Regions from separate parts of the Mus musculus genome. Here all the other regions are linked to region 6. A link is a contact called in public Hi-C and HiCAR-type data. All regions are on one chromosome and are shown on one strand. Each heading gives the region's core, a stretch centred on a gene start, on an enhancer-like site or on the middle of the called end of the contact. The rest is flanking DNA. Distances are from core to core; before and after follow the strand shown. Region 1 holds the start of Peli1 (pellino 1). Region 2 holds the start of Lgalsl (lectin, galactoside binding-like). Region 3 holds the start of 0610010F05Rik (RIKEN cDNA 0610010F05 gene). Region 4 holds the start of Aftph (aftiphilin). Region 5 holds the start of Pex13 (peroxisomal biogenesis factor 13). Region 6 holds the start of Ehbp1 (EH domain binding protein 1).

Evidence for each region. A called contact is a pair of places that touch in the nucleus more often than the background predicts. HiCAR-type assays count read pairs that join an accessible place to other places.
Region 1: a HiCAR-type map of astrocytes shows a contact between it and region 6, with 3 times the contacts expected there. The contact joins the promoter of Peli1 here to the promoter of Ehbp1 in region 6. A contact is called at or near these places in 1 of 39 promoter capture datasets (liver), 1 of 484 Hi-C or Micro-C datasets (CD4 T cells) and 1 of 115 datasets of contacts at active chromatin or transcription factors (astrocytes).
Region 2: a contact with region 6 is called in a HiCAR-type map of astrocytes, with 4 times the contacts expected there. The contact joins the promoter of Lgalsl here to the promoter of Ehbp1 in region 6. A contact is called at or near these places in 2 of 39 promoter capture datasets (both in liver) and 1 of 115 datasets of contacts at active chromatin or transcription factors (astrocytes).
Region 3: a Hi-C map of CD8 T cells shows a contact between it and region 6, with 4 times the contacts expected there. The contact joins the promoter of 0610010F05Rik here to the promoter of Ehbp1 in region 6. A contact is called at or near these places in 2 of 484 Hi-C or Micro-C datasets (B cells and CD8 T cells) and 1 of 9 other capture datasets (liver).
Region 4: a contact with region 6 is called in a HiCAR-type map of astrocytes, with 2.0 times the contacts expected there. The contact joins the promoter of Aftph here to the promoter of Ehbp1 in region 6. A contact is called at or near these places in 2 of 39 promoter capture datasets (liver and pre-B cells) and 1 of 115 datasets of contacts at active chromatin or transcription factors (astrocytes).
Region 5: a contact with region 6 is called in a Hi-C map of B cells, with 5 read pairs. The contact joins the promoter of Pex13 here to the promoter of Ehbp1 in region 6. A contact is called at or near these places in 4 of 39 promoter capture datasets (embryonic stem cells, hippocampal neurons, liver and 1 more) and 1 of 484 Hi-C or Micro-C datasets (B cells).

The regions. Positions count from the first base shown.
Region 1 is chr11:21,089,593-21,093,613 of GRCm38.p6, reverse strand. It overlaps Peli1 (pellino 1), which reads right to left and starts at 2,290. Exons shown (of 7, transcript NM_023324.2): 1 at 1,936-2,290.
Region 2 is chr11:20,829,792-20,833,493 of GRCm38.p6, reverse strand. Lgalsl (lectin, galactoside binding-like) reads left to right here and starts at 2,386. Exons shown (of 5, transcript NM_173752.4): 1 at 2,386-2,520; 2 at 3,147-3,218; 3 at 3,368-3,456. The coding sequence starts at 2,485.
Region 3 is chr11:23,631,311-23,635,375 of GRCm38.p6, reverse strand. 0610010F05Rik (RIKEN cDNA 0610010F05 gene) reads left to right here and starts at 1,745. Exons shown (of 22, transcript NM_027860.3): 1 at 1,745-1,883; 2 at 4,042-4,065.
Region 4 is chr11:20,740,162-20,743,946 of GRCm38.p6, reverse strand. Aftph (aftiphilin) reads left to right here and starts at 2,391. Exons shown (of 10, transcript NM_001290545.1): 1 at 2,391-2,641. It overlaps Gm46272 (predicted gene, 46272), which reads right to left and starts at 3,315. Exons shown (of 1, transcript NR_168691.1): 1 at 558-3,315.
Region 5 is chr11:23,664,619-23,668,351 of GRCm38.p6, reverse strand. Pex13 (peroxisomal biogenesis factor 13) reads left to right here and starts at 2,469. Exons shown (of 4, transcript NM_023651.5): 1 at 2,469-2,605. The coding sequence starts at 2,508. Pus10 (pseudouridylate synthase 10) reads right to left here and starts at 2,360. Exons shown (of 18, transcript NM_028304.3): 1 at 1,899-2,360; 2 at 938-1,074. The coding sequence starts at 1,063.
Region 6 is chr11:22,284,300-22,288,087 of GRCm38.p6, reverse strand. Ehbp1 (EH domain binding protein 1) reads left to right here and starts at 1,293. Exons shown (of 25, transcript NM_153078.4): 1 at 1,293-1,406; 2 at 2,214-2,600. The coding sequence starts at 2,497.

The DNA.
Region 1 (4,021 bases), core at 1,041-3,540, 1.2 Mb after region 6:
TCTTGGAATCGGACAGGACAAAAGCACTGTTGTTAGTGGGTTCCTTAAAAGTACAAATGGTCCTGGTAGAGCTGGCTGGTAAGTACTATCAGAAAAGGTCAATACAAGGTTACTTAAATGCTAATTTTAAGGAACACACAAATAACCGCCAAGTCTCCAACTAAGGTGGTTTCCAGTTTACACTAAAAACCTAGGTGGTTAAGATTCCTTAAATTTATCAGATGAAACACTATAACCATATAAGCAATCTTCTATACATTTAAGTGTTCCATTTTCAAATTGCTCAACAGATCTCTTAACAAACTTCAGAAAGGGGATAGGTTGGGGAACAGAAGAAAAAATATCTAAAGTCTCACTTTCGTTTTCTGACACACCTACTAGATTTAAAATCTGGGGGCATTACAAAATTAAATTAAGTGTGTAAATGAAAATAATGCTATTACAGTTCTAAATCTCATACAACTTAGGAAAAGAACTTGTAGAAATAACACTTGATTTAAAGTTTTCACACCTTCCATTTGATACCAAAAGTGTTTAAAAGATTAATTGCCCTCAGAGTATTTACTACAGATGTTAACTGTGAAAAAAAAAAAAAAAAGAAAGAAAGAAACCCAAAGAAATTATATGCTATATTTAGACAATAAGGAGAATGTTTCAAGTATGTGTATTTGAATACTCTGGGGAAATATGTTGTTACCTGTGAAAATGCATCATAAACCGAAACAAGAAATTGAGGAACTGCACCCTGTTCACAATTCAAAAACTTTAAATTCACACGACTAGGCAAACTCGGTTAATGTGGAGAAAAGACATTGTGCTATCTGACACAAAAGATCACCTGCTACGAAGACAAAGTAACACTCTACTACCCGAAAGTAAAGAGCCTTTGAATCAAAACAGACAACCTTTGATACACAAAAGCTTCAATTCTCGGTTTAATAAAGCGTCCTGTGGATGAGATGCTCAATATTTGTTGATGGAAGAGTGCTGGGGCTAAAACCAACGAGCATATTGTGAGTAGTGACTAAACATGTTAAATGTAGGTTAAGTAAAAACTATCCCCTCCCTCATCATTGTTGTCTGACTTTGTAAGAGATCTGCACATATAAACATAATATATGGCGAAGTGAGTTGATGACTTACAGTATCTTCACCACTCGGAACATTTTTCAGAAAGTCCTTTGAGGTTTTAAGATTCAAATACTATTTAAAAAGAATTATTGTTTCAACTACCTAACAATTACCTAGACTTCTTCCAGACTTCATTTAACCTGTAAGTAAAATGAGCATCTTTAACTTTTCCACAGGGCATTTGGAGAATGAGTTATTACTCATAAACGCTTTCGGAGCCTCAGACACCAGCGCGGTACATCAAGCGTATCCATCAATTTGAGGGCTTTCTGGACCTCAGTTTACCCACGTACGGAAACGGGCTTGGCAAGGGCCGGGAGGTGAAATTAATTAGTGTTTTTAAAATGCTCTGAGATTCCCAAGATGAAAGGAAACGTAGAGGCACGCAGAGATGATGACAATAATCATAACAATAAAAAGAATGACTAACTTGGAATTCTGTGTTACGTAAGGAAGCTGAGAAGTTATCAGATTCACACAAACAAAAGAAAAGCCCACCGCCCCTTTGTTCCCCTTCCACTTCGCCGGCCTGCAGCCTGGCCGCGGGAGCGAGAACCGGGCCGCCGAGCTGGGGCTCCCCTCCGCCGCGCACCCGCTCCAGCCGTGGGGGAGGGCGTTCCGGGCAGCTCCTCACAAAGGCGCTTCCTCCCTCCGCGCGGGATGCGGCGCCGCAAACTCTGCTCCCCGCCGCCTCCCCGCGGGCGGGCGGGCGCGCAGGCCGCCGCGCCGCCACCGGCAAAGGCTCGGAGGAAGTTCCGCGCCGCCGGCCCTCGCGCCCCCGTTCGCCGCCCGCGCCGCACTCACCGGACGACTGCTGGTGGCCGGAACGCCAGCTCGGCCCGCCGCACGGACACCCGGGGCGCGGGGGCGGCGCGAGCACCGGTTGAACGCAGGCACCAGCGGAGCCCGCCGCCTTCCCGCCAGCCGCCGAGCCCCGCGAGGCCGAGTGGAACGCAGAGCCGAGCGCGGACTAGAGAGGGAGGCTCGGGCCCGCTTTGTGGTGAGCTCCCCGGGCTGCAGGCAGATCCGGTGGCGCCGCACGGCCGCTGCTGCCGCTGCTGCTGTTGTCGCTGCCGCTGCTGCTGCTGTTGCTGGCGCTGGAGAAGGCGGCGGCGGCGCCCCCGACGGTCCCTCCGCCTCGAACCGCCTTTGGGTCACTGACACACACTGGGAAGGAGGGACCGGGACTAGCGGGAGGGCGGGGCATAAGGGTAAGGGGCAGGGCCACATCGCGAGGCGGTGCCGAGAGGGCTCTTGGGAACTGTAGTTCTCTTTACCGAGAGAGAAAAAAAAAAGTATCTGTTGTGGAGGAGCCTACTGCTGGCTCTGCGCTGTGCACGCGCAAGGGGGTTGGGGCGGGGACTGTTGCCATAGTCACCCATTCACTAAGCCTGAAGGTTCTGGACTGTAGTTGACTAAACAAGGCTGGTCTTGTGTCTTTGGTGCCATTGGGTTCCTGCCCACAGCCAGTCCCTCCTGCTTCACCCCACCCCCAACCACTTCCAAGTGCCCAGTGAAATCTAACTTCCTCTTGACATGGCAGTCTCCTTGGTTGTTTAGATTTCTTCTGCAAATCATAAATACCCCCTTCCTTTGCCTCCTTCAAGAGAATTACCCAAGGTACTAAAAATCTACTTGTTCTTAGTGTTTTAACAATTAGGTTATAAAACTGTAGGGAGCGTGACCATTAACAGAATTCTGTAATTTCTTTGTTCGGTTAGTTACATTTAATTCCAACCCAAGTTCAGCATTAACAGCATTGTTGGATCATTGTACTGCAATTTGTTCATCTGAAAATCTATAGTTCTTCAAACATCCAGATTCCATAAATATATATTCAAAAGATAAGTAGAGAGAGTTCAGAACTGTTCAATGTATGTATTAGCCGATTCAAGTTTCTCACTATCAAATTACAACATACGGCACCTTGAAACATGGTATGGGTATGTTGTGCTCAGCTAAGTCTTACACCCTTTCTAAATGACCAGGTATGCATGTATGGTGGTGTGAGAAAACACAGTACTGGCTCTCCAGAAGGTTTACAGGTAATTTGCCTCAGTTTCCCTTAATAGAGTACCTAGAACCTGGAAGAAAAAACATTAATGCCAAGGAATCAGACATCTATTTCAAGATGGGAAACTAAGGATTTTCAAATAGTCTTAGGATCAAAAACCCTGGATGCCCACAGACCACATAATTATTTGATCAATGAAGAAATAAGTAATTTAAGAAACAAGTACACGGGAGACAGAGAATGGCTCAGCAGGGCTCAGCAGTTAAGAGCACTGGTCACGCTTCCAAAGGACCTGGCTTCTTTTCCAGCACCAATGTGGACACTCACAGCCTCCTGTAACTTCAGGGAATCCAACACCATCTTCTGGCCTCATTGGCCCATAGACATATATGCAGGCAAGACACCTGTATTTAAAATATTTAATGTAGATATTTAAATAAAATACTAAAAAACAAGTAAAGGTATTTACTATGTGCCAGGCACTTTATTGGGCCTCAAAAATAGAGCTGTAAAGATATAAAAGAGACATACTTTGTATTCATTGTCCCCTCTCTCTGCCAAGGAAGAGACAGATAAATGGACTCAGTGTGATCTATGCTGTCATAGGAAAATTCAGACTACCTCAGACTCAGGCAGGGTCAGGAAGTGCTTCAAAGATCATTTGAATGTGGGCTGACTCACGGCTTCCACGTTTGTGTATTTTATTGGCAAAGGTGGAAGAGAGCAGTGAAGGAGCAGGGAGCTCGAGGACACAGAGGCTAATGGCACATTTGCTGGCGGTGGCAGAAGCACACTGGGGAGAGAGGCATGAGGAAACTTCAAGAAAATGAAGGAGACAGCTAAGCCCATGAAGGGTGGGGGTAATATGCTAAAGAA
Region 2 (3,702 bases), core at 1,137-3,636, 1.5 Mb after region 6:
GAGACTGGCTTGACAAAAACAGTTATTAAAAACTAAGTGCCTAATGGACTTAGAGCAGTGTGTGGGGCCCTGTTTGTTAGAGTGGGCTGTGGCTTCCCTTCCCAGTGGGAGTCTGAGGGAATCAGCATCATGGGATAACAAACCTCAGCAGTGGGATATTTTGCAAATCTTTGTTGAGTCCCAGTTCTTAGAGCAATTGGGCAGGGTGGTGGCCCAGCTGCAGGCAATGGTCTCCTCACAATGTCAGAAATCTGTGAGCACAGATGCAGGTACACAGAACCTGAGCCCCCTCCTCCTGTCCTCCTGCCCTGGCTACATGCTGCCTGTTCTCTGGCCCTTGTTACATCAGCTACAGGGATGCGTCAACATCAGAGAGTACAGGTCCATGATGTGACTCAGTGCCAGTATGCTTGCCCTGCACATACAAGGCCATGGGTTTGCTCCCCAGAACCTCCAAAACCAAACCTCCTCTCCCTGGCTCAGAAACTTCCAGTGTCTTTCTGTTCCCTTCAAGTAAAAGGTGTCTCCAAGACCTCAGCCTTCACTTCTGCTCCACATGTCCAGCATTAATCTACAGGTCCCATCTTGCAAACTTTATCTTTACAGTTCCTGAGCCAGCAACCTCTTCTGGAGGTTGAGCCAGCCCTCCCTTTGTCCCTCCCTTCCTCCCTCCCTTTCTCCCTCCCTCCTTCAGAATTCTCAATGTCACTTTCCCAGACTACCCTACTTTAATAGCATCATCCTGCACTCTCCTCCTCCCCGCCTTATTTTTCTGTCTTACTACCTATATACTTGCAAGTTTGCTTATGTCTGCCTCTCCTCGCTACAATGTAATTTCAGCAATGCCCCTGCTAATTCTCAGCTCTTGGTCAACAGCAGACACTCAAAACTGTTGCTTAGAATGTGCTGAGTGTTCTTCTGGGGAAGGTGTGTGAACCAATTTATTAATCTTCACAGTAATTCAAGATAGGATCATCGTAGTAATTATTATCATGTCTGATGAAGAAATTAAGGCACGCTACTATCAGTAATAAGAAACTAAATTTGGACCCAAGACACCAGCCCTTTATAATAACCATGATATATTGTACCACGCTTAGCTAATAGCAAATAATTCAATGATTTTTTCCCTATGCTGACTCTTAGAAATTCAGAGAATCAAAGTATGACTTTAAAATATCAAGTTTCTTGTAATTGCCTAGTATGTTAGAATAATTAATAGGTGTGATTCTCAAGCTCAGATGAGTAAACAGGAGCAAAATGGGAGCCACAATGACAACTCTTCAGTCTCTAATTCTGAGAACCACTTCCACAAAGGCTCCGACTGTGGATTACAGGCATGTTCCCTGTCCCACAGAGATTACCATGATTAGCACTGGTCCATAAAGGGACACAAAAGCTGCAGAGACGCCAGGTCCCCCAAAGGGCCCCTCTGGGACTGTAGCAGCTCACTTGCTCAAGCTCCTTGCTTATTAGTGTGGTGATTCACACAGTGCATTGGGCAAGCCGAGTATGTCACCTAATAGAGAGTATGTTGATACAGCCTTATCTGAGAAGTTACATAATTATGCTAGTGTCAGGATACCATTACAGGAGTCTGAGCCTTAGCGTGAAAGAGGAGTGTATTCCCTAGGAAGTATTACACAAAGAAGGACTGGAGACTCCATTACCCCAAACTAAGCAAGTGACGTAAAATAGCTAAGGACAGAAACTGTGTCCACTTCAAGTTGCGGCTTGGCCGGGCACCTGCTGAAGAATGCTTCCGGGACCCCGACACTAGCCTGCGCTTCCCTGGGAACAGAGGGTTGGTCGGCGCTCAGCAAACTGTCCCCCTAGAGTCCTGGCTGCTTCTTTATTTAGGGTCAAATATGTACAAGCCTTGGACCTCCATTCTCCTTCTCCTCCAAACAGTGCAACTATCTTTCCTCCCACTAGGTTGGAATTCTCTGAAAGAAGCCATACCAGGTCTTCCTCTTTGGAGTCCTCCACCTTCTCTCGACCTCACTCCTGATCCACCCCCACAGTCCCCCAGGATGCGGAAGGAGGTGAGTGAGTAGGGTACCGACCAGGAGTGTCCCCAGCACCTGTCACCTGGCCCACCTGGGCCCTCCCTTCACCCCTTTCCCCAGCCCCACCCACCTTCCCGCCGACAGGCCACCGCCCTCCGGCCTTCAGCCGTGGTCCAATGGCCGTAGGGCAGGGCACGCTTAGCAAGCCGCGGCTCCCGGGCCCCGTCCCCGCCCTGTTCCCGGTTCTCGGTTCCCGAGCCGAGCCCTGCCGCCTTTAAATGCCACCCCAGGCCAACGCACTGCGGCCCTCGCCACCGTCATCCCCTCGCCGCCGCGATCTCCGCGCCGCCCGCCTCCCTTCCCCCTCCCGGGCCTGCGGCCGCGCCAGCCTGGGGCGTGCACGCGCGCCCGTGTGTGCGCGCGCCCGGCTCGGACCCGCGCCCGCCGCCGCGTCCCCGGCGCTCGCTGCAGGAACATGGCGGGGTCGGTGGCCGACAGCGACGCCGTGGTGGTGAGTGCAGCGGCCTCCCGCGAGGCGGGTAGCTCAGAGGGCCGGGGCAAGGACTACGGACCCGCGGTGCCGCGGGAAGCGCGGTACCTGTCAGCCGCCGCGGGGTGCGAGCTCGGGGGGCCCCGGGCGCGGGGCAGGAGGGCGCCGGCCAGGTGCGCGCTGGGCGCGTGTGCGTGCACGTGGGTTAGTGTGGGGCCGCGGTCCCGGCGTCCGGGATTTACCCCTTTGGAAACGGTCCCGCGCCGGGGGCTCCGGAGAGAAGCCGAGCGCTGCCGCTGCACTCCAGCCACGTCCCCGAGGACAGGCCAGGGGGCAGAGACTCCGGGAGCGTTTGTGCTTGGAGAGGGGCCTGCCGCCCACCTACACGGGCTTTGCTTCCCGGGTGGGCCGCGACCTTGAATTTGATCCGGTCTCAAGAGCCTGGGGATCATCAGAGGCTTAGACCGGATGGAAAGGCCGGGTTTTGTTTCGCGGTTATTTAATGGGCTATAAAGAGGCATCATATGTATGTGTGTCTGTGGAGGGCTGCTGGATCACTACAGATTTGTGTTGATTCCTCATCCTTCCATTCACTCCCTAATAAACAAGGGTCTGTGGAAAGCCAATCTGTGTGCTTCTATTTTTAGAAACTTGATGATGGGCACTTAAACAACTCCTTGGGTTCTCCAGTTCAAGCCGACGTGTACTTCCCACGACTGGTAAATCAATGTGCTCCGTGTCTCTGCCTTTATCCTTTTCCCCTCTGGTGCATTTCCTTGCTTTCTAATGGGTCTGATTCTCAGGGCTGAGGGTTTGGCTCGTCTCTAACAGCCCATAAACATCCTGTCTCTCCCCTCTTCCTTTGCAGATAGTTCCATTTTGTGGGCACATTAAAGGTGGCATGAGACCAGGCAAGAAGGTATTAGTGATGGGCATCGTAGATCTCAACCCCGAAAGGTAAGGGCAGAGCCCTGCCATTGCTGAGTCCCGCGGCTGCCTCCTCCCCTTACCCTACTTGCACAGTGTCACTAGTTAGGAGTGCCAAGAAAGTACCATGTTCCCATGAAAAGAATGTGTATCAATCCTAGCCATCATCTCTGCAGATAGCTATTTATATCAGTGATGATAAAAATAGGCCTACAGTTAATCTTTGACCCTTGAGAAGGCCAAAAGACTTCTTTTTTTATGGTTTTGAAACACGGT
Region 3 (4,065 bases), core at 496-2,995, 1.3 Mb before region 6:
GCAGCATGCACAGGGCTGCAACAGGCCCTCTGCACATATATTATGGCTTTCAGTTTAGTGTTTTTATGGGATTGCTGTGTGAGCAAGCTGGTCTCTGTCTCTTGTGCTTTCTCTTGTCTCTTTTTCTTCTGTTTGTCCAATTCTGGTGTGTTAATTTTTGTTTTATCTTGTATTTTATTTTATTGTTTAAAAAAAAGAGTAGCCGGGCATGGTGGCGCACACCTTTAATCTCACCACTCGGGAGGCAGAGGCAGGTGGATTTCTGAGTTCGAGGCCAGCCTGGTCTACAGAGTGAGTTCCAGGACAGCCAGGGCTATAAAGAGAAACCCTGTCTCGAAAAACCAAAAAAAAAAAAAAGAAAAGAAAAGAAAAAGTAATTGTATAACCTTCGTAGTGTGCCATGTTGATTAAAGTAGATAACAGATGCATACCTGGCATATATAAATGTTCCATGGATGATAGGCTTCCTTTACTGCATGCATTAATTTGACAAATGAGCCCTTCACAAGTCTGGTTACAAAAACCTGGGCATCACGAAGCATTCATAAAGCAGAAACCGTGGCTTATCTGCTGCCACACTTATCTGACTTGGAGGTCGAAAGCTCTATGTGCAGCCACTGAAGTTCAAGCTGAATGTGAACACATGTTCTCCTGAGAGCAAGACAGGGACCATTCGCTCCCAGCAGGAAGCCTGAGCCTGCGAAATGATCCAAGTGCTTCTCTCACCGTGCTACTCGGAGCTTCGCTGAGGTCTGAGGCCCATTATCAAATGTGGAAGCCTCATTCCTTGGGCATAATTTGGACTCTACCTGCACATTGAGACCACCTCCCCCCAGTGGGAAGGGAGATCTATTTGAGTGGTAGGAGGAAAGCCTTGGCAGATAAGGCGATTGAAGAGAAAACAATAAACAACAACAAAAAACAAACAAACGTTCAACTTCCTCTGGGAAACAAAAAAGAAATGAAGATTTGATCGAAACCATAACATTGAGAGTTACTTATATTCTTTTTGATATACAGCTTACACTGAATACATTGCTCGTTCTCACTGTCTCTGTCTCTGTCTCTGTCTCTCTCTCTCTCTGTCTCTCTCTCTCTCTCTCTCTCTCTCTCTGTCTCTGTCTCTCTCTGCTTGCAAACAGGTTTATTAGTGGACACTGTTTTAGTTTAATCTTGCCAGAACCATGGAGTGATTGCCAACGAAAACTCACATCTGGCCACTAATACATTTCCATCAGTGCTCTAAGACTGAACATCAATCAGCCTTCCAAGTTTAACACTGGAACATTTGCCACACTATATCTGAGAAGTCGCCAGCTTTTCAGTTTACAGTATGTTTCTAAGTCCCAGCCAACGCCCTATCCAATCATATATTTTTTCTGTTGAACCTAAGCAGCTTATAGCAAAATGAGTGACAGGGAAAGATTTATTCTTTTCATTCGAGCTCCCTTTATCTCCCACGTTCAAGATCAAGCGCTGAGGACCTAGTCGCTAAGAGACATGACGCTAAGAGAGTGGGGACGCTGCACTGCGACAGGCCAGAGAGGACGAGCCAGAGAGGGCAGGGTGAAGAGCAGGCTCTGTGCAGCGGTGGGCTGCACTCTGGCACCGCCCGCACCCGCCCACCCGCAGGATCTCGTCGCTCATTGGATGCTCTGCTGCGGCGCTAGCTTGCGATTGGCCCGGGCGCGTCGATCAGGCCCCGCCCCTCGGCGCTCTTGCTGGGCGGCTGGCTAGCGGGCGCAGGCGGGTGCGGCCGCGGCTCGTGAGGCCGCCTCAGCCTGGCGTGTGCGCCGGGTCGCGCCGTTCTGGGCGCGAGCGCGGGCGGTGCTGGCCGCTGCAGGTGACACCGGCGCGGTGAGGGCCGCCGCGGCCCTGTGGAGGTGAGAGAGACGCTGAGAGGCTGGGGCACCCACTCGGAAGCTGGAGTGGGGCGAGGGCCGGGAGCGCCGCTGCCCATCCGGGCGGGCGGACTGGCGGGCGGGCGGGCGGTGCGGGGCCCCGCTGCCCGGAAGCCCGCGGACGCCCGGGCGCTGCCTGCGGCCCCGTCCCGCCGCCGCCCTCGCCTACGCTCTTGGCGACGGAGCCCAGCTTCGGTCGCCGGACTCCGGCCCTCACAGTCCCCGCCAGGCTGCTTTCCGATGCCTTTGTCTGCTCCTCTCCAGCCCGCGCCTCGAGTCGGTGTCCACGCCGCGGAATCCCGGTCCCGAGGACGCGCCGCGCAGGGAGCCTCGGACCCGGGCTTGGAAAGGCTACTTACCCGGGTGGGCAGTGATGTCCGGTCTTTCAGAATCAGAGCCAACCGGCTGGGTCACACGTGTGGATGAGAGTCAGGAAGTCTGTTGTAGATCAGGACTAACAGCCTCCCTCTGCTGTGCCAGAGGCCTTCCACCTGTCCCTGTGACCACCCCCCACCTCCACTCCCTCCTCTGCCTAGGGAAAGATCAAGAGCCCCCTTTTCATTGAAAAATGAAAAGCAGATGCTTGTCCATATGAATAAGCCAAAATAAGGAATAGGTTATGTTCTTTAAAGGTGTAAAATGTTAAAACAATAGAATTTTTATATTTTAGTAAATAATGTTATTTATTTACTAAATATATTATACCTTAAACACTTTTAAAGTATGGTGTCATGCATGAGAGGATAATTTTGAGTTTTAGATATTTTCTTTTGGTCATAGTTTTTTATACGTTTATACCTTTCTCCAGAATGAGATGCATGTGCCAGCTGTTCTAAGACTGTATGTTATTCATACCCTAAAGGAAACATTCTCAGAGATTAGTTTAACTAGAATACACAGTAGTTTTTTTCCCTTGATTGGAAAGATTCAATTGTGTCAACAGAAAAAAAATTCACACCCAAGTTACTTAAATCATCCATTACCACGAATAAATGAGTATTATATTTGAAATATACAAGTTTTTAAGAATTTGATGGAGACATCTTTCTTGTTATTTTAATTAAGTGCTGGGAACTTAGCTCATTTGTGGAGTACACTGCCACCACCACCACCAAAAACAGAAAATAAATTTTAATTAAATATCTGAAAGTTAAAAGTGAAAAAGCAGCACACAAGGGGTCTTTGTCTTGAGTTCTACTTTAAACTGTTTAGTCGCCTTTTCTCCTTTCCAGTGCTGGTTGTCCAACCCAGGGCCTCGCACATCTCCATTCCCATCCTAAACGTCTTCCTAAGGTCCAAACAAATTATAATTAAACACCGCTTTCCAAATCATTTGTCCTCAGGAAAAGGAATGCACACATTACCCATGTAAGCAGAGAACAACATTTTGTTCACTGAAGATTAAGATTCCACATTATTTAATGTGTGTACTTAAATATTCATATAAATTGTAAATCTTCAGCTTGGAGTGGGTTCCAAAAGATACATTGTTTCTTTAAGGCTTTGAGACTTTATTAAGTCAGCAAACATTTTTTGGCACTATCTGTTTTGCTGGGGTTTTTTTTTGTTTGTTTGTTTGTTTTTTTTTGAGGAATCAAAGAGCTGAGTGTGTCTGAACACACTTGAAATCCCTGTGCTCTAAGACGGGAAGATCATGAGTTAGAAGCCAGCCTGGACTACAAAGCCAGACCTACCCCAGGTGGATAAAAATGAAATTCTGTTCTGGGCAGTGCTTTCTAAGGGATTCAACAAAATTCTTGAAAAATTTTATGTCAGTAACAGCCAAAATAGGATAAGGAAAAACAATTGCCATAATAAATTGTGGTGCACATTTTGCATGCCAGACACTGTGCTGGGTACTTTATGGTATTGTTTAATTCTCACAATAATCTTAAAAGTAGTTATTATTTTCCTTATAGCAAGCCCAAGATTGCACTGCTAGAAATGGAGCAGCTTGGTAAGTATTCATAGCCTGTTTTATTGGCAGCATACTTCATGCTATGCTTTGTTATCTTTATGAATCTGTTTAAGAATCTCAGAAGTGCTACTGCTACAGACATCCAGTCCTCACTGTGTCAGGTGATTTTCTTACCAAGGATCACAGAAAGAGAGCACCTATGGTTTGACTTTTGTTTTGCAGATGAGGAAACTGAGACACGGATTA
Region 4 (3,785 bases), core at 1,142-3,641, 1.5 Mb after region 6:
GGGGGCTCTGTTGTTAGTGAATACTTAGAGAAGGGACAGCCATGAGAGCAGCCTTAGAGTGGAAGGGACAGGGATTGGATTTCAGACACTAAAGAAAACTTGGAAAGTCCCTGAGGTACAGCAACAGGGTGAAACTCCTTCATTCTTCCAGTGAATAAGCATTGAGCTTCTATCTTCCAGTGTCTTCTCCTATTGCTTTCTTTGGGCTCCTAAAGTCTTTATTGTAGAGGTAGTTCATCTACTTCATTAAATTTAAAAATAGTGGACATGGTGACACATACCTGTAATCACAGCACTTGGGTGGTAGAGATAGGGGATCAGTTCAAGATCCTCTTTAGTTTACAGGCTGAGAACTAGCCTGGGTTATAGGAGAACCTGGTTCAAAATAAAAGTAGAAAACCAGGGGTTTTCCCTCTGTGTTGTGTGTGATGCAGGTTTCTCTACTTAAGGTATGATTCACAGAGCCTCCCCCCTGGAAGAGCTTTTAGAGGTCAAAGAAATTTGAGTGTCTAAGAGGTAAACAATAGCACTACAATGTAACATTTGACTAAAAGGGGTAATATAAGTATAAACTTTACTATTTATTATGATTTCAGTTGTTTAACAAGGCTGAATAGGAGAAAAAATTAGAAGTGGTCAGGCGTTTTTCTTTTCTTGATGCCAAATGTCATAATCACATGTAAGAGTATCCAATTACAGGTAGGTTGATTGTGCTCCCAAGTCATTTGAACAAATAGCTACTCAGCTTCCATGGATTTAAAAAAAAAAAAATTAAGTAAACAGAGTTAGCCTCTTCACTTACCTAACAAAGATAATCATTTGGTAATCATATAATTTGTGAAATCGGGAAGATACTTTCCCAAACTGCACGGTTTCCTTTTAATGTTTAGAATCACTATATTAAACATTTTTGATTGGTTTAAATTATTTGAAAATCATCATTCAAACGTTTCCTTCGGATCTTAGTCAGTACTTATTTGGTAGATTTATCAAGTGAAAACAAACATATGTTTGTCTGAAATAAATTAATTTTCAGTTTTACACGCATTTTTTTTTACTTTCATTCTCAGACAATAAACATGTTTTACAGTGACATACTTTTTTTTTTTAATTTGCACACGAGCTACACCAGCAGGGGGCGAAATACAAAAGGAATAAATTTGACAAGCCATATAGATTTTTCTCACTTCAGTGACTGGCCAATAACAAAAATATTCAGCATAACCACAAAGCAGCAATGCAGTCTCTGTTATCTTGCAATGACTGAATTGTGAGGAGACAAATGAGGGTCTATTTTAGTTCTTCAAGTTAATTTGTCTAGAACATTGCAGAGGCAGGATAAACCATGATGAATTGCTATTGTCCTTATCTTTTTCAACGTGTGTAATTCCTCCAGTCAAAGGGCTAGACAGTTCTCTGAGATGACGGGTGTTTTCAGTCCTTGTTCCTTTCGGTTACTGCTGAGCTTTGCGGTTTGGGAACTATTTTAAATAATTCAGCGTGGGCAGAAAGAGAACCCGGCAGGGCTCAGGGTTTGTAGGGTAGAGTCCAGGGTTCACCGTCTGAGACAGGAATAAAAATCCTGCAGCTTTGTCTGAGTTTTACAGTGGAATGGTTTCTAACAGAGTCATAATAAAGGACGGGGAGATGTTATTAAAAAAAGACCAATTGCTCAGGAACCGATGGAAACAAAAACCTCTTATGACCTCTATTGTATAGAATCGCTCAAATGCACAAGTTGATTGGAAAGATGTATGAAAATGATCATCTTCTCCAAACACCAACACAATTCTGGACTGATTTTTGTAGAAGACCATTTGTTAGTTTGCCTGCTGACTTCTCGTCTTAAGTAGGACAATCACTTCTCGTTTGTTAAATAACAGCTTCCTCTTTTGTTGGCTTACATAAAAAGGGAAGGGAATGAAAGTCTTTTATTCCGGGCAAAAAGGACAAGCTGCTGAATGTTGTCCAGCCGGTTTTTCAGCAGAGATCTGGTTCCGTATTTCCATACGTCTGCAGTTTTATTCCAAGGCGGAACTTAACCCTCTCCCCGGCTCATCGGGAAAGTACTGGGCGGAGAGAAGCTCAGGTCTGTGGCCCGGAGCGCTGCCTCAGAGGGTCGGGAGGGGAGGGAGGACGTCCCCAGCCCACACTTCAGTGAGTACGGAAAAAAGACCGTTTGCCCGCAACCAAAATGGCGAACGTCGTTCCACACGACGGCGCCTGCGCAGAAGTAAGAAGTCTGTGACACTAATTCCCCTGGAGTGTCCTCCCCCACCCCGGCACCCACCAGCGCCCGGCCCCGACCTAGCCACCTGCGCCCGGAAGTGACGTATGGACAGCAGCGGTTCCCCGCTGCATGATGGGAGAGTGTGTGGAGTGGGCGGGGGTCTCCGCGGAGGAGGAGGAGGCGGAGGCGGCGGCGGCGGCGGAAGAGGGCGGAGGGTAGTGGGATGGGGGTCCCGCGGCAGCGCTGAAACTCCGGGTGGGCGTCCATGGCGCCGCGCCGCTGACAGGGCTGGGAACAGCTCCCCTTCCGCCCTCACCAGCTCAGCGTCCGAGTAACCGGTCCTTCCCCGGGGAGCCAGTTCCTCCCCGGGCCGCCGAGCCATGCCCATCGCGGCCGCCCGGGACGAGCCAGGTGAGTGCTGCCGCCGCGCTCCCGGGGTGCGGAGGACCCGGCCCGGCTAGTCGCCCCGGCCTGGAGCGCCTGCCCGCGTCGGCCCGCGTGCGGGCCTGCGAGCTCCGGCGCGGGCTCTGCTCTTCTCCGCGGGTGCGGAACGCCGCTGGCAGCGCCCGAAGCCGAGTGGCACGGCGCTCGGCATCCCAGGCTCGGCCGAGGAGAGCCAGCCGTGCCCTCCCGGCCGCCGTGGCCCGCCCTGCCTCTCGCCGTCCACCCGCCCCGAGCTGCGCGCCGGGGTTCCCTCCCGGCCGCTGTGTAGAAGTTTGGGGCTCCGCTCCGGCGTCCTCCTGCTCCCACCTCCCTCGTGACAGGTGTAAACACTGTCTGCCTCGCGGAGGCCCGAGGCCGGCTGCTGCAGGACTGTGCCGCCTCGAAGGGTCTCTGAATGCTCCAACGGACAGAGACGGCCCAGAGCTGTGTCCCTTGCGGAGAGGACCTTTTAGGCACTCCTCAGGAAATTATCTGTGTCTTCTCCCTCCTTGCGTCCGAAAGTTGAGCCATTATTCTTTAAGCTCCCGACGTGGCAGGTGCTGCCGGGGACAGAGGGTGAACGGTGGTGGGTTCTTTTTCCCTTTGGAAACGGAGACTAGTTGTGCTTCCTACCGCCCCCACCTTGTTGGTTTATTCAAGTTATAGCGTGATGTCCCTCTGAATCTGAATCTGTTGCGGTTGAGGAAAGAACTGACTCATACATGTAAATATTAACGGGGAGGGGGCAGGGAGCGTCAAAGGAGCGTTGGTTCTGTTTCAGAGTTCTTACTAAAAGAAGTAAAACTTTACTCAAACTTCAGGGCATAAATATCTTTCACGAGGTGTTTTTTTTGCGGGGGGGGGATAGTGGTGGGGATAGGAACTTTGGAAAGGTTCAAATCAGATTTTACATTTGTTGAACTATTAGAGAAATATATACTAAACTCTAGGGGGAACTCTGCTTCAACTCTAATGCGTTGATATAAGCAGCCTAGTTTACCATATTTTATAAGTTTCTAAACGTTGGCATTTGTAGGGATCATTTTTAACACTCTCCAGAAGTGTATTTGTTAAAACAAAGTACCTATGGTAGCCATATACATGGATATCTCTCACACGAATAGCAAGTTAG
Region 5 (3,733 bases), core at 1,220-3,719, 1.4 Mb before region 6:
GCACTTGTCAGACAAGTCTAACAACCTGTTTGATTTCCCAGAGTCTATGGAGGAAGGAGAGAACTTATTACAAACATACACACACACAAGCACTCACAACATATGCATAAATTATATGAACACTCACATCATACTCATATATATATTCATAAAAATAATAGAGAGAAACTTAATTTAAAAAAACATAACTGAACTCATTTTCTGTTTAAAAGAAGAAATCAGGACTATGAATTGTCCTGTTGCTTTGCATTAATGTATGTAAGAAGCAATATCTAGTGGTATTGTGTTTAGATGCCCTTTATAAAATGTCTTCACAAATATTAAATGTAGCAAAAAAAAAAAAAAAATCCCACCATAGACCTCTCTCTGCACTAACTGTTAAATGATAGTTACCTGAAAATAGTTATATTCCTACATCAAGTTTTTAAGGTAATTGCAGTTTCAAAATTACCTTTGTAGGAATAATTTTATTAATCTTCCTTCTTTTTTTTGATATTTTTTTAATTAGGTATTTTCCTCGTTTACATTTCCCATGCTATCCCAAAAGTTCCCCCATACCCACCCCCCCAATCCCCTACCCACCCACTTCCCCTTTTTGGCCCTGGCGTTCCCCTGTACTGGGGCATATAAAGTTTGCAAGTCCAAAGGGCCTCTCTTTCCAGTGATGGCTGACTAGGCCATCTTTTGATACATAGGCAGCTAGAGACAAGAGCTCCGGGGTACTGGTTAGTTCATATTGTTGTTCCACATATAGGGTTGCAGTTCCCTTTAGCTCCTTGGGTACTTTCTCTAGCTCCTCCATTGGGGGCCGTGTGACCCATCCAATAGCTGATAATCTTCCTTTTTTAGTGGAATTATATGTTACTCACAGGACTCAAAGCTAGTGACATTCATTCCAAACTATAAAAAAACATTCTTTAATTTAAAAAGAATATACCTTGGATGGGTGTTTGTAAGGTGCGGGAAGATCCACACCACAGAATCTTAAGATGCATCTTGGACAGGTGCCAGAACTGAACAACAGCTGTGCCACGTGCTTGTTCTCCTCAGTCAGTGGAAGCATACTAGAAGAAACTAAAATGAGCACTTTCAGTATTCTACAGCTACGTGCTGTATTTATGTCCTTAAAAAGAAAAGCTTTCATTTGAAAAATTCTATTTTGTACCCTTCAAATACTGCTTGTCATATCTATATTCTAAAATATGAACTTGACTAAGTGAGTATGTGGATTACAGGGGAGAGGAACAAAGAAAGACAAGCTTGCTCTGGACATGACATTAAAAACTTTCCGATTCCGGGACTTGGGACCACTCAGGGTTGCCTGTGTAAACCTTTCAAGGAAGTACTTACAATATGGGAATATACTCTATTAAAGAAAAAAAAATCAAGAAACTCCATGTGGCCAAGTATTTATTTCAGTTTCATAATCCCGTCTATCAGTTCACTTAACCTATTAATTTAATGTTAAGTAAAGAGTCTATGAGGAGTTGGAAATAATTATGTAAAAATGCATCTTCTTGCCAGGTGTAAGCGCTCACGCTTATAATTTCAGTACACAAGAAACAAGAAGATCTCCATGAGTTCAAAGCTAACCTAGGCTAAATAGAGAATCAAAGCCAGCGGGGGAGAGGGGGGTAGCTGAAACAGTCTTGAGTTTCACACCATAAGATCTTTTTTAATGCATTTCCTCCTGCACAGGCATAGTTCGTCCTCTGGCATGGGAGTAGGGGAAAGGTAAGGGGAAAGCTCTGTTCTGGCCAAACAAGCCCTTAACTCTATGTGCTGAGGTTCTAGAAACTTACCACTCACTCCACCTGACTAACAAACAAAAGGGACTGCAGCTACGCCTCTTCGACACCCAGTCCCTAACCCCTCACCTCGTACTTCCTAGGCCTTACCTTCTCCCAAGATGCCGCAGCCGAGTCTTAACCCTTTTCGGCCCTGGGTGGGAACGGGGAAGAGTAAAGACAGCGCACCTACTGCGCTCAGCCGTTGTGTTCCCCAAGAAAACCAGAGCTTTACAACGAAAGTACCAGGCCCCTCACGAGAGGAATGCAGGAACCCCCTCGTCTTACACGGTGACCTGTAAGGCTGTCCGCCTGGCAGCCTGCACTCCCCCTAGCTCTACGAACGAAAGACTGCGAGGGGCTTTACTGCTAGCCTTAAAGGGTCGGCCGGCAAAGGAGCCTCCGACGGACTCGGCACCTAGGTCGTAGTAGCTGCTGCCAGAAACGTCGATGAGCCCCTACTCAAATTTGAAACCCAGACTAGGGAAAAGAAAGAGGGACGTCCCGCTCTCCCGACTCCCGACCCCCTCCCACACCCCAGCAAATTAGCTGTTCCCTTCCTCCTTCCTCCAGCTTCGCCTGACCACACGCCTTGGCCTGACGTCAGGCGTGGGCGGGGCGGAGGGCTCGGTGTTCTGCCTGTCGTGCCTGGCAAGCGAGGCGCTCCTTCACCCAGCCGTCGCAGTCGCTTCCCTGAGCCGGAGCGGAGCTGGCGGAGAGATGGCCTCCCAGCCGCCGCCGCCCCCCAAACCCTGGGAGTCTCGCAGAATTCCCGGGGCCGGCCCCGGGCCGGGCTCCGGCCCCGGCCCCACTTACCAGTGAGTGTGAGGTGTTTGGGCCGCGACTTTGGAGGCCAGAGCGGGGACTTGGCAGGAGGCGGTTGAAGCCGTTATTGGGGGGAGGCGTCGCTTCCCGCTGCCGGCCCGGGGCGAGTGCAGAGCGGGTCTGGAGTCTGCTGGCTGTACGACCGCCCGTTCTTCCCCCGGGCGCCCCGCCGGCCCCACGGATGCAGGAGCTAGAAAGAAAAGCGGCGCTTCCCTGCCTTTTCGCTTTTGCGGGACATGGGGGGGCGGGACAGCCTGACCCGCTTCAAAGCGACGAGCTTGGGTCTGCTGCCGAGCGCGACGTTGGCCCAGCCAGGACAAGGATAGAGAGCAAAAGTCATGGAAAAGCTTTACAGCCTCTCCAGAAGTTGGTTGAACGACCCAAAGGTCACGTTTACGCAACATGGAATCCAAGCTCTTACCCTTGGCTTTCTTTTCTAGCATAACTTAACGTTTAGGTTGAGGGTTGAAAGAATTCTAAGACAGGAATTCGAGGTCTGTGGGTAGCCTTTGTGTACAAAATTGTGTGTGTGACTGTCGTCTAAGGCCTATAAAGTTTTTATTTGCTTTGATTTAAATCAGTAACAAATGGGTCTGCAACTTTTAAAAATTTAAAACAGAATTAGAGTTTCAGGAACCTGTGTTTTCTTTGGATAAATAGATACCTTAATCCAGGCGACATGATTTCAGAGCAAGTTTGTACGTTTTCCTGGCGCGTAAAAATCTCTGTACGTTGGAGTACTTTTCTCTTATTGGAAAATCTGGTGCTCTTTTAAAAGTACTAAAACACTTGGGCACAGTAACTAATAGATACAATTAGAGTGATAAGCTGTATTTTTCGTGTTAAAGCAACACTTATTGGTGATACTTTCATTAGAATGTTTCTAAGTGTGTTCTTTGCTATCCCGTTAAACTTCTCTGAACATTACTTAGCCTTCTGGGTTTGTTGTTGTTTTGTTGTATGTGCCTTAAATTTTATGATTGTTTTCTGTACCTGTTTATATTTGTTTTACTAATGGTATGCAATTATGGGTTATTCCATTAATGTTGAACTTATCTTGCATTTTTAAATGAACCTACTTAGCTTCCTTTTTTTAATATACTGTCCTGGATTCTGTATTA
Region 6 (3,788 bases), core at 44-2,543:
TTCTCTACACCTTAGATGTCTGTGAAACATCTAAGGCTGAAAGCAAATTTTTGTTTTTTGGATAGGATGGATATTTTCTGCCCCTTGAGAAGTCTATAGCTTTCACAGCCTCAAAAGGGATCTTGTGCTATATACTTGTGATGTCAAGGGTGTACACCTAACATCTCAGCGATCTCAGTAACCTGGATGTTGAAGCAGGAAAACCATGCTAACCTCTGGAAATACAGTTTCAGGCCATGTCAGCTGCCTCTTAATAGACGTAAACAACATTGCTCTCAAACTATTAAGTTATTTCGTCCTCTCCCTTGCCTTTAACCACCCTTTCCACATAGTCAACCACTCCCTAATCCACCCACAGCTCATACCAGAGGATAATGAGACCGCAAAGGAACACGAGAATGCAAGATTCAAAGAAATGCTGAGAATGAGGACAAGAAGAGACTGTACTGTAAACATTTATGTCCAGTTTAGCCCTCCTTGAACCTGGGGCAGGCTCCTGGCAAGGTCAGGGAAAAACTCGGAAAGAACTGAGTGAAATAAAGGCTGTGTGTGCAAAACCGCTGGCTGCTAGTGGCGCAGGAGAGGAGCAGCCAGTTCGTGGGTGGGGATGGGAGAGAATAGGAGAGAAACCACAGCACCTCAGTGTCTCTGGCAGCCGCTGGAATCAGACTCTGCTCAGTTCATACACCAGGAGCCAGAAACCCTGCCCAGCAGCCACGGCGCCTTTGACGGACAGCCACCTTCTGCAATGGCTTTCCAGTTCACTATAAACATTCTTAGTCCTCCCGCCTCCCGCTGCCCTCAACCATTCCAGGGAATGGGCGGGATCGTCCTTCGTGATTTACACTTTTTTTTTTTTAAAGAAGAAGAGGGTAGACCGGGCGGGTTCCACCTAAGGGAAAAAAAAAAACTGGGGGGGTGGATCCCCTATGACCGGCATGAAGATCTACCAATGGAGTGCCTCGCTCGTCCTAAGGCCCGCCCGCCGAGGAGGCGGGGCTCCCGCAGACTCGGCCAATGGCGGCGAGGCGGACGGAGGTTGAGCCGCCGTGGGTAGGGTTAGTGTGAGAGGTGCGGCGGGGGAGGTAATGATGGTGGTGGCGGCCGAGGGAGGCGGGGGAGGGGGATCTGGGCGCTGAACCGCGGCTCTGGCAGGGCTCGCTCGGGCGGGCGGGCCGGAGGGGGACGGTCGCTGGGCGCTCTGCCGGGGAGGGGGCGCTGCTCCGGGAGGGGGCGGGCGTCGTCCGCCCGGGAAGCTGCAGACCCCGGCTCCCGCAAACGAGCACCGCGCCGGGCTTCGCTGTTCCACGCGGCTCCAGCAGGGATGGAGGACTCGGTGGCGGTAGCTGCTTCTGAGGCGGCGGCGACCGAGGAGCGGCTCTAAGGAGGGGACAGCGGGATTAGAGGTGTGAGGAGGGCTTGGAGTGGACGAGCGGAGGGGCCGGGGTTCGGGGACCGAGGCTGGGGTCTAACAGCAAGGCTTGGGTGACAGGGACCGCAGCTGGCAACGCCTGTCTCTGCGGAGAGACAGGGGTCTGCACTCGGTGCGTGAGGAGGCGAGGCTCAGGCCGGCTGCCCCTGATGGGGGAGGGAGGCACCGCACCTCGCACTGTCCATTGGCCTGGCTGGTCATCGCTTCAAGCCCAGGCAGGAGTTTCCATTCCCCTCCTCCTGGCAGCCAAGGTGAAGGGGAAGCAAAGTGGCCTGGAGCTGGGACCTTGCCCTCTCTCTGCCGTGAGATTTCCCTCCACTGCTAGTTCTCCATCCATTTCCCTCTCCTACAGAACCAGCATTTCTCCCTGCACCCTGGTTGTGCTAAGTACATATTCAGTAGCTCGAGGCTATTCATTATCAGCTGAAAAATAAAGTTTATTTAAAAAATAACTCCTAACTGGTGGTAGATATATCAAACAGCATCCTGACTTTCCCGCCCTGTTCTTCCTTCTGCTATGCTAGGTAGGGAAGGCAGGGCCCGACTGGCATCTCTCAATTGTTGGTTCTGACAACCTGGTGTATTGCCGCCTGTCTTCGGTGTGATTTGTCATTTCTTCCTTAGTATCTTCCATCCTTGATGTTACTGGCTTTTGAGGCCGGGGTTTTGTTTCATTGTTTGAAAACCACGCAGATAGCAGAGGTTGTTTCGGTCTTATCTAACACTTCTCATGCGTCTGTCCTCATATTCTTTCTCTTTCTGTCTGTGTTTTGCTTTTCAGTTCTCCAGAACCCACGTCATATAGTCCCTGAAGTGGAATGATGATGTCTCCATGAGGGAACCTCCTCTCAGTCATCCTGTCCTGTACATCAGCTGTTCTTGACTGGGCCATTGATCTAAGATAGGATTTACCCTGTGAGACAGGGAGAAGACTTATGGACGCCAAGCATCATTTCAAGTTCTAGTTTTTGTTGAAAGTACTGACATACATGCAAGGCTCGTGTGCTTTATCAAAGCTGCTGTGTTGCTAATCCAGAACTGTTCCAGTCTCTTGGCCTATCACCATGGCTTCAGTTTGGAAGCGACTGCAGCGTGTGGGAAAACATGCATCCAAGTTCCAGTTTGTGGCCTCCTACCAGGAGCTGATGGTTGAATGTACAAAGAAATGGTAAGACGTGCTTAGGGGTAGATTAATGTCTTGTTGCCTAACCATCCTGTAGCTTGGACTGTGGGTCTTTTGGTAGCCAGTTTACCTTGCAGTGGTACACAAGTGTGTAGAAGCTGTGGACGGTGCAGATACTCTAACAAGTACTGTGTGTGCACTGTTGTTGCTGGTACTGTCTCTGTGGATTTTAATCACTCCATTTCAGATCGTCTCAGAGGACTACAACTGAGAACACACCTAAGTATAGTAGTTTTGGTCTTATGGTCATTTATCATTGGTGTTAGAATAACTTTATTTTTATAATTTTAAACAGAGAATGGTTATCTTAACATCACATATGTCTCAATATAGAAATTTATATCATATAGAATGGCGGTTTTATTTTGTTGTTTTTTTTTCATTTTACTTAGAGTATTTTTCAGTATTTGAATAATGGAATGCCAGTGCACACAACCTTAGAGATTCTCTTGTGAAGTGCTTAGTCAGGCAACTGTCTTTTCTTTTAATTGCCTAATGGGATACATTTCTTGGCAGGATTTAAGGAAGCAATTAGTGGCAATGGTCTGTCATTTGCCTCTTTCTTTCCATTTGAGGAAAGTAAATTTAGGGTTTTCTCTTACTACTATGAATGATAAGAAACGAGAATCCTTACATAGTGAGGGACAAAAGTTAATCTTAAGCAAATGGTCTTTTGAATTTTAGTTTATTATAGCGATTAAGCACTACCACAAAATAAATCCATTTCATCAAGGACTGTCATCTCATGTTTGGTACTAAGCTCACTTTCTAATGTCCTCTTGGCTAAAGAAGGCTTGCTCCACCTTAGCATTCTTAGTTTTTTGGGTTTTTTTTTTTTTTTTTTTTTTTTAGTTTGTAAGGAACATTATTTTAAAATAATTCAAGACATATATATATATATTCATATTCTACCTAGTTTATATACATAAACTGCTGATTGGGGACAGAAATGGCATCCTCCCTACCCTCAAGGAGCTCACAGGCCATGGTAAGGACCCTTAAGTAACTTCACTTGTGATAGGTTCAGTAATGTAAATATGTATGTTTCTACCCGGCTGGATATCCTGGGGATATTACTTCTCAATAATTCAGTCTCCATATGCATAGTAATGGTACCACTTAGTAGAAGATTAAATCAACTAATTTTGTAAAAGGTTTAGAACAGGGAGGTAG